Linked DNA regions of Mus musculus: region 1 is linked to region 2. A link is a contact called in public HiChIP or PLAC-seq data. All regions are on one chromosome and are shown on one strand. Each heading gives the region's core, a stretch centred on a gene start, on an enhancer-like site or on the middle of the called end of the contact. The rest is flanking DNA. Distances are from core to core; before and after follow the strand shown. Region 1 has its middle 140 kb from the start of 1700025K04Rik. Region 2 has its middle 9.2 kb from the start of Gm36884.

Region 1 (5,115 bases), core at 61-2,560, 780 kb before region 2:
TCCGTGTCAGACTCTTCCAAGCTCTGTATCAAAGTGTGCTTGTGTTTATAGCAGTGGGGTCTTACCTTCAATCTCAGAGAGGCAACCAAGGGCAATGGGAATAACCTCTATTGTTTTAAGGGGTCTCTTGTACTTCTCTGGCCAACAAAATTGAAAGAAAATGTCCATGCCTGACCCTGGTTTTTCTGCTAGATGGCTTTTGTGGGGAGCATTATTATGCTAATGGTGTGACTTCATATATATATTTATATGTACAAATTATATTTATATATAAATATACATCTTATCACATATTATATATGTATGTGATATGTATGACACACACATATATATATGAAATATATGTGTACATGACACATATGTATGTATATATGTATGACATTTATGTATATATGACATATATGTATGTGTATATGTCACATATATCACATATATATCATATGTGATATTATGTATCACACATTTGTGATATATACCATATGTATATGTATGTATATGTCATGAATATCACAGTCACATATATATGTAATATAAATTATATATGTGATATTATATATATCACATGTACATGATATATATTTAACTATATATAAATATAATCTATTTAGGTATTATATGGTTACTCTAATATAATTATGCCTTTTCTATTTTTGAGATGCCTCATGCAGTTAGACCCCTGCCTATGTTTGTTTGCCATCCCTAAACAATAACAGATGCCTCTGAATAACACAGAAATGGTTGAGTAGAAGGTAAGTGGAGCTGGAGAACCACTAGTAGGAGCAGATTCACTCGCAGACAGAAAGCCTGTGGGATGGAGACGTGAAGCAGGAGAGTGAGAAGCAGTTACCTTTGTGGTGACTGGATGGGTCAGACACCCTGCAAAGGGTCCCGATACACATTCTTTCCCAGAGTCCAAAGTGGAGAGATAGAGCATACATGAGATCCCCTGAGATTTTACATTCTTACGGTAAGACTTAATAAAGCCACTATTTCTTAGCCAACCATGAAACCACCAGACATTCCCTTTTGTTAATGTTGTATTTCAATCCATTCGTTAAAGGCAAACATCTTTCTTATTTCAGCCGTGTACATACATGTTTGAGCACATATGTGTGCATTTGAGCATTTTATGTCACCATTCTCTCTCTGGACAAACACATTTCCCATATATCACCGTTTTTGCATTCAGTGTATTAAAGAGACCTTGGTTGTAAAAGGTGAAATTGAAAGTAAAGTAGAAGAGCCCACTAGGGCTCTTGCTTCAGGACTCTGCAGAAGTGTTGAGTCAGCGGGCTGGACTGTCAAGTGGAACCTGCGGAGAGAGCCTGTTGCTTTGCAGCCCAAATTCATTCTAGTGTCTCTGGTTCCACATTGGTTTATGACCAATGACTAATGCTTCGCCCACGAGTCGTTAAACCCATTCTGCACTTTCTCGGCTCCCTAATCTCCTTGGAATTCATTCCTTGTGTCCAATGGTCCAATGCTCTAGCTTAGTGTTTGGATGGCTGAACAGAAATGGCAATAAAAATATATATGTGATATAACAGTTTAAAATGTAATTCCCTTTAGAGAGGGCTTTGGGCAAATAAAACTCCTCCAAAACCATTTCAAATCTTTTGAAATATTCGATGCATTTCGGTTTTCTTTGCACCTTCCTAAGAGGTCAACAAATATCCTGAGAATATCTGCTGGCTCTGCACACTCTTGCTCTGCTCCAGAACTCACTTTGCAGCTCAGCTCTATGTTGTAAGGCTCCTGATTAACCACACTAATGGGAGAAGGCAGAGGCTTGGGTAATCTAATATAGATAGCAACTTATGAATATGCATGTGTTTGATGTGCTAGAAAACGACTTTAAGAGTGGAGCACCCCTCATGGCTAAAGAAGATGAGGGGAGGGGGAAGATGTTCAGCATCCGGGGCCTGATCAGTGGTTAAGAGGGCTTGCAGCTCTCTTAACCAGAGTTCAGTTCCTAGCACATCTCACTCTAGCTTGAGGAGATCAGGCAAGCTCTTCTTCTTTCTGTAGATACTAGCACACACATATATGCACACATACATACACATAAATAATAAAATAAACGTTAAAATATGTAGGAAGAATGAGTCAGCAAACCCTGACCAGCAGCCCTCAGTGGCCCACACATGTACAACAGTAGCTTCTACACCTGCTAACCCCTACAACCAGCCTGATACTTGGAGACAAATGATGACAGATCATGTGACTAGAACAACCAATCATATGGTGCCAACTACATCAAGTGATTGGTCATGGGCCAATGGGGCCCCAGTTGCGGGGTGGGGGTGGGTATGAAGGCTTGCCCAGTTCCTGCAATAAACGAGTCTGCTTTTGACCCTTGCCTGACTCCCCGCCTCTGTGTTATTGACCCTGCACCTTCTTACACCTGCCCCCAAGGGTCTTGGTCAGGGTCACAAGCAACAAAATATATGTTCAACCTATTGATTATTGGATAATATTTCAAAATTGATATTACTTAAAAGGTGTTTAAAAACAAACAAACAAACAAACAAACAAACAAACAGAAAGAGCCGTGGTAATGTCCTGCTAACTATGTTAAGATTCTGGCAGATTAATCAGAGGAGCTTTGAGTAGGAGAGGAGGAGAGAATAAATAAGGCAGAGGGACATGTCACTCCCAGATGAGGGTAGGAGCTGGGAGAGCATATACATTCGGCTGTTAGTGCTGATCTGTTAGCGCTGATCGGCATTTAACATCTAGCTTTATCTATCTAAATGTAATGCAAACAGTAAGGCGGCCTCAGTGGGAAGTCTACCTTAAGCTCCAGCTACTTTGAGGAGTCAGATAGAATACTAGGGCGGAAGTGGAGGGGGGGCGTGGTAGAAAAATCCAAATGGATGACGCTACGGGGTTCAAAGTCATCAGCATCCCGTCACTGTCTTCCAGAGGAACAGCATAGAAGTGCATCTGGCCCACACGCCAAGGGCAGAGAATGAGTCCTACACAGTAGGCTGTTGAGTCAGGGGGACAGCATAGAAGTGCATCTGGCCCACACGCCAACGGCAGAGAATGAGTCCTACACAGTAGGCTGTTGAGTCAGGGGGATGGGGAACCAGGTAAGAGGACCCAACCTGGTCACAAGTCAAAGTTCTGGGTGCTGATGTTGAGCATGCTGGGAACCTGACTAGGAAGCCGGAAGAAACATCGATACAAATAACAAGATCTGATAGAGCTGCCTTCAGTGAACTTTCCCGTGGTCTCTGCCACAAATAAAGGGCAGAAAACATGGACAGACAAGTTATTATGTGTGTTAAGAAATCTTTTTTTTTTTTCTTTTGAGTTGCAGGATGCAACCTAGCATATCCAATCACTAGGGCCCAAGTTTAAGCCACAGGTGTTTATATGTGGTGGGTTGATTTTTTTTTTTTTATTCCTGATTGGCCCCGAGATGACATGAAAGCCAGATACACATTATTTGATCTCACTCTTTCTCTTCACTACAAGGTGTGGATGGGCAATATAGGGAGGAGCCAAATGGAGCATCTGGAGTGGAGAGGCTATCCTGGGGCAATGCTCGATGATCGAGGGTGGTCCATCCAGTGTGCAGATTTTAATCTGAGTCTGTTTAGTGACTCAGATGGAGAGTATCCTCAAGAAGGTATTCGGCAAAGGAGAGCTGGTTAGTCTCCTTGGCAACCCAAGTTTTATACTTCCTGATGCGTGCCACAAGAAAATTTAGCCTCTGGTATTTATTGACACGTGAGAGGGATGGCACTGTGGTATTTGCACGTCACCGTACATCACCTCCATGTTTACGTAATGAAACCCAACCCTCCAAACCTTTCTCTCCACTTTCCAAGTAGAAAATAAAAAAATGGGTTTTTCTCCTTATGTAATATTGCTATTGGGTAGTAACAGTTTTGCCTCTTTAGGGCCATGGGTTTAAAAATAAATTGCAAAGAACCTCTTTGTGAGGAGGCCAACATTATTCTAAGAGGTTAACTTCCATTTACTAATACCAGCCTTTGGAGGAAATCAGCCTGGGGCCTCAAAGGTACCTTGTACTAAGGAGAAAAAAGCAGATGAAGAGATAGAGTATGTCTTCTGTGATTGCACCCATATGAGGATTGCAATCTCCAGATCTTAGGGGCAGGAGTATGAGTTTGCAGGTTCAGGGGTGATATGCTTTGTACAGGCTTGCAAAGTCCGGCAACCACCAGAGTTCGGTCTTCAACCATCTGCAGCCTCAGGAGCTGAACTGCAAGCAGAACAGAGTTCACACCTGGTGAGACCATCGATTCACCCTCTTCGCAGCCTTCCCTCTATTTGTGATTTCTCCCTGGCACATGGCTGGTCACTAATCTCCTCCTGTCAAAATCTGCTTTTACAAGTGTCCAAGCAAATCAATTCTGAGTATTGATTCCTGGGCAACCGCTAATTGCTATAGCTTAGGATTGGGATGAGGGGTAAAATGTGGAGGAAGTCTGTTTAATCTATGGGTGCTATGCACAGTCTTATAAGTAGCCTGCCTTTAAAAAAATTATTAGCAACTCATTTTTTTACATAAAAAAAAGAACCCTCCATTAAAAATGGTGTGATTTGTTTTCGTTCGATGGGTAGCTGCCTTTGGATGGTACCCATGTGTGTGGCTTCTTTTATACTTAATTCCTCTTTTGTTTTAATTTATCATCTGTCTCTTTGCAAGACAGGAGGCCCATTTTTCAAATAAGATTACTTTCTTTTCTATTAGGTAACCCATCTCCTTCTCTCCAGAGCACATTTTCATAGAAATAGAAGAACATATTTCTCTCTGGTTTTATGCATGTGAAGGCAAAGCACTGGAAACAGACCTGTTGGTGGAAACTTCCGTGACAAAAATCTTTCCCTGGTTGGTGAATCTATTAGCAGAAATCTGAAAATGATTTCATGGCTAGAAAAGATGATTTTTTTTTCTTGGCATCTTATGAGCTCAGCCTTCATTGGATGTCCATCGGGGCACAGGGAGACAGCTCAGTGGCCAGGATTTGCCTCTGGGCAGAACAGAGACTCCGTGGTTGTATTATTCATATGAACTCAGAATCGTGGTAGGGGTGGAGAATTAGCTGTGGCCTTGAGAGAGGCCAATTTTGAATGTGT
Region 2 (5,109 bases), core at 1,000-3,499:
AGGGGACTGGAAGAGGGCATTGGACCCCCTGGAACTGAACTGGCATTATAAACTGTAAGGAAGTGATCTTAACTGGAACCAACTTTACAGTCCTTGCTTGTTTTGTTTTGTTTTGTTTTGTTTTGTTTTGTTTTGTTGTTTTTACATTATACAGCCTTGACTTTTCAGCCCCATGTACTTCACTGTCAGTCATACTGAAGAAATGTTCACATGACCCAAATACAGGGTGATGAATGAAAATGGCCTGTGTGGCTTCACCGTCATCAGACACTTCACATTTACACATTTTTCATTTATCAGTAATCCCCCCTCCCTGTCCCTCCCTCTGTATGTGTGTGTCCAGGAGCCCACATGAGCTACAACACAAATGTGAGGTCAGAGGACAACCTGTGGGAGTTAGATCTCTCCTTCTACCAGGTGACCCCAGGGATTGAAGTTAGGTCCTAAGGCTTAGTGGTCCACAGGCAAGAACCTGTGTCTGCTGTTAAGGTTTCATTGCTGTGAAGAGACACCATGACCAAGGCAGCTCTTATAGGGACAACATTTAATTGGGACTGGCATACCGATTCAGAGGTTCAGTCCATTATCATCAAGGTCATGGTAGCATCCAGGCAGGCATGATGTAAGAGAAGCTGAGAGTTCCGCATCTTCATCTGAAGGCTGCTAGCAGAATACTCACTCCCAGGCAGCTAAGGTGATATCATTAAAGCCCACACCTACAGGGACATACCTACTCCAACAAGGCTACACCTCCAAGTATTGCCACTCCCTGAGCCAAACATATTCAAACCACACAACCTGTAGCTATTGAGCTATGTCACCCACCTGGCATTTCATATTTATGAAATTATCTATGGTGTAATTTATCATTGCTTAACAAAATAGCTCAATTGTATATACTTTCTATAGTGTTCAGATAGACTACAACTCAGAGAGATTAATAATCACTAGTTAAATGGTGGATATGGACAAAAAAAAAAATCATTGAGTTCTCCTGACCTCTCAGTGAGTTTTCTTTTCAGGACTACATTGAGGGAGGGATCATTAACTTAGGTGCTGGAGGCCACCACACAGACATGAATCCTTGATCATAATTGACCTAAATTATTCTGATCTACAGCTGTTCAAATTAAAATTCAACAAATAATTGCTCAACTTCTCTTTCTGCTGACGGTGGAGACCTGCCCTTGGAGGGTCTGGAGAAGGAATCTATTACTCAGAGAATAAAGAGAAGCTCTTATCGGGTTGAATTAAAGTGATTCATTTCCCCTTCTTTCCTTAAAGATCTTTTCCATTGATTGTGATTTTAAACAATTCCCTTGGGAAAGTCCTTATAAATGAGTCGGTTGATTTTGTGATAGAGCTGAGTTCTGCTACTTGCTTTTTTTCCTCTCCTGAGTGTTGGAAGCATTCCTTCCCTCATGACCCGGCTGGCTTTCTCCACACACACCATGGCCACCAACAGTCTTCCTACCATTTTAACCTTCTCTCCCCCCGACCCCCCAGCTCACTTAAAGCAAGTTTACTGCAAAGACACATTTCAGTCAGTGATTGGGGTAATTTTAAAATGAAAATGTGAAGAGGGTAAATGTGCTCAACCCTTGCATCTCTCAGTCACACTTTATTATTTTACTCTATCTGTTTTATCTGTACAGATGCACATGAGTATATCACATGTGTGTGCCTGTTTCGGGAGAAGACCACAGAGGGCATTCCACTCAATGCAACTGGAATTACAGAAGGCTGTGACTATAGCCTATAGGTGTTGGGAATTGAAACCAGGTCCTTGGGAAGAGCAGCTGTGCTTTTAACCACTAATCCATCACTCCGGCCCAGAGTGTGCTTTTATAAAGGTATATTGAACTGTAGAAACCTGCATTTAAGTGAACCCAGTGACCCGTGTGTCTTTACATTATTGATAGCTACCTTTCAGGTTTTAACTAAGTGCAGATGGGGTCTGTGTGGTGCAGAAGTGATGAAGATCCAGTCTGCAGGATCTCATGCCTCTGTGTGTGTGTGTGTGTGTGTGTGTGTGTGTGTGTGTGTGTGTGGTCAGTGCACATGACTGTGGGTGTCCATGGAGGCCATAGGTCTTATCAACAGCAGGATTCTTCACAATTTCTCATTACCCAATGTGGGCTGGTGCAATGGTTTTGAATGCAGATGGCCCCCATAGGCCCATAGAGAGTGGCTTTTTATAGAAGCTGTGACCTTATTGGTTTAGGTGTGGCTTTGCGGGAGGATGTGTATCACTAGGGGCAGGCTTTGAGGTTTCAGGAGCTTATTACTTAAGTCAGCAAGTGTGACTTCCTCTTCCTACTTCCTGCTGATTTGGGTGTAGAACTCTCAGCTCCTTCTCCAGCTCCATGTCTGTCTATGTGTTAACATGCTCTTTGCCATGACAATAATGTACTAAAGCTCTGAGCCTGTAAGCCAGTCCCCAAAACGGCTTTCCTTTATAAGAGTTGCTGTGGTCGTGGTGTCTCTTCACAGTGATAGAAACCCTAACACAGCTGAGAATTGAACTCAGGCCCTTTTGGAAGAGAAATCATGAGACCCTCTATTTCATTGGCGATGACCTATGAAGGAAGGTTTGAACCTTTCATCAGGCATTTCTAAATGCTTGTTTGTTATTGTTTACCCACTAAGCAGGAACTTCTACACAGATCTGATCTGCTCAGATGTAAGGACTGGGTTTCTGGTCATAGTGTCTTCTGTGTCAGTATAAGCATCAGTGGCTCACATGTGACCATGGACAGGTAGTGAGAGCAACCTGATTATGGGCAGAAAAGCCTTAATATTCTCGGTGTGGATCCACTCATGAGTGGCTGAGCTTCCACTTGAAGACAAGTCTTCAAGCATACTCTAAATGGCATTCTATCTTTTTTGCCTGCCCAGTAAAGCCCTTCTCTGTCTCTTGTACCCAACCTAATCAATAAGCTCTTCCATAGCGTTAAGCTGAAGAGCATAGTCTGACTCAAAGCTAGTTCCTTTTCAGTGTGGCCTGTGAGCACCATACTCCTGAATCTAACGCCTTCCTGGCTTTTCCACATTCCTTAGTCTTCCTGCTGGATTGGGTGTGCAGATCCAGTGGAACCAGCAATCTGGAGTTCTTACCTACCCAGTAAAAGAGATGTCTGCTCATCTCTGGAAGGTTGCCATGGCATTTTCAGTGAAGACAACCCAACATTGTGTACGTGGAGACAATAATGTTGAAGGCAGCCTGCTTAGAAGTTAAGGTTACTGGACATTTTTTTCTTGACCATTCATTCCAAAAGTTGGTGTTTTCTATATTAGTGCTAAGAGAACTCGGGCATTCATTCCAGCACCCGATCATTTCTTTTCTCATGATCCAGGGCCCTATGTTTTTGTGTAGATTATAGTATTAAAGAATCAACACGCATACTTCAAAGACGTACATAAAGGACCATTTCTGTTGCTTACTCTTTACATTTTACAGAAGAGTCATATTAATTTCAATGCTGCATCAAAATGGTATATACATGTGGGGATACTTGTGCATCCCTGTGAAGTCTGATACTTGTATATGTGTGTAAAATCTAAGTCAGGATTAAAAAGTTATTTAATTAACGAATTTTTCCTGAGCGTGAATGATTCAGTATTTGTCTCTGAGATGGACCATGAGCTTGAGAAAAGACAGACATCTTCCATCTTTAAGACCCAAATGACTGGTGAGCAATTGCTTTCTATGCAGGTAAGGCATGGGAGGGGCTTACTCTAGGGCAGTGGCTCTCAATCCGTTTGCCACAACCTCTTTTGGGGCTCAAAGGACCCCTTCACAGGGTTTGTCTAAGACTATTGGAAAACGCAGACATTTACATCATGATTCATAGCAGTAGCAAAACTACAGTTAAGGAGTAGCAATAAAAATGATTTCATGGGTGGTGGGGTTACCAGACATAAGGAACTCTATTACAGGGTTGTGGCACTAGGAAGGTTGAGAACCACTGCTCTAGGGAAACAAAGAGGAGCAGAGAATCAGGAGACCCTGGGGCCAGGAGATGCCTTGGAAGCAGGGAAGGCCTGAGAGAGATGGGGAGAGCTGAGAAGATCTGAGTCTGAACACCTAAAGATTCAAGTAGAGTTTTAACTTCTTATTGTGCCCCAAGTGAAGAAAATTTACCTTTCCCAGTTCAGTGTTCATAACTTTTTAACTTTTCATAATGATCTCTTTTAATTTCCATGATAACTGTGTGACATGCATGTACTCCTCTCTCTGTGTGAGAAGGCTGAGCCTCAAGTATGAAGTGCTCACCTAAAGGCACAGAGCTCATAACATATGGGATGCTTATCCTGTCCTTTCACCAAAGAGCTATCCCTGGTTGATGCAGGTTTAGCCCTACAGTCATGTCCCATCAGCTCCCAACTGATTATCCAGTTTGATATAGGGACAGATGCTGAGACCTCCTGTGGGCTGCAAGAATTAGAGACAGGAACATATAAAACCTATGTAGTTTACCATGTTTATGACACTTGTCAAATGCAGATACTGTGTTTATCACCTCAGTAGTTCTATTATTTGCATCGCTGTGCTAAAACACCTAGGTGTATTTAATTAAGAGAGTAATTATCTATGTTGGCTCATGGTTTCACTGGGCAAGGTCCGTCTTGGTGGTCTTGCCTTCTTGGTGACTTACAGAGGTGGAAATGGGAGGCTGCTTGCTTGCATCTCAGAGGAGCAACAGGCAGGGAGCTCTGGGTGAAAGTGGCTATCAGCTTCAAGTCCTGCTTTCTGGAGCTTTAGGTAAACCCCACCCACCTTCTGAAGATCTCAAAACCTCCCCAAAGAGCAGCATCTAATAAAGACTAAGTGTCCAAGTGTATGATTCTGGTTCAGGGTGCCTCATCAGGCATTCAAACTAGATGGACAGTTTGATAGCTTTATGATACAACCTCTTTGGTCCCAGACTGTTGGAAAGCAAAGCAAATTTCTGGCCCAATGTTGTAAGCATATGAAAAAGTTTGGCTACCACCACGACACTCTGACCTCAGAGCTCAGGAGCTACAGCTCTGTGTTCAAACATCTCAAAAGATACATGTTCAGTACACAGTATAATAGGCCAGTCATTAATAAGTGATCCAAACTCC

What was found. HiChIP or PLAC-seq counts read pairs in DNA pulled down with a chosen protein or histone mark.
Region 1: a contact with region 2 is called in an H3K27ac HiChIP or PLAC-seq map of microglia, with 6 times the contacts expected there. The contact joins two enhancer-like sites. A contact is called at or near these places in 14 of 484 Hi-C or Micro-C datasets (B cells, bone marrow-derived macrophages, brown adipocytes and 8 more) and 3 of 115 datasets of contacts at active chromatin or transcription factors (bone marrow-derived dendritic cells, microglia and neural progenitor cells).

Annotation. Positions count from the first base shown.
Region 1 is chr10:126,509,601-126,514,715 of GRCm38.p6, reverse strand. No RefSeq gene overlaps it. Among named protein-coding and RNA genes, the nearest start is that of 1700025K04Rik, 140 kb to the right of the region's middle. Within about 2 kb of position 1,310, at least 8 of the 459 cell types and tissues checked have an H3K27ac peak or open chromatin away from gene starts, as enhancers often do. A contact at or near this core is called in microglia, where this site is marked.
Region 2 is chr10:125,733,066-125,738,174 of GRCm38.p6, reverse strand. No RefSeq gene overlaps it. Among named protein-coding and RNA genes, the nearest start is that of Gm36884, 9.2 kb to the left of the region's middle. Within about 2 kb of position 2,249, at least 12 of the 459 cell types and tissues checked have an H3K27ac peak or open chromatin away from gene starts, as enhancers often do. A contact at or near this core is called in microglia, where this site is marked.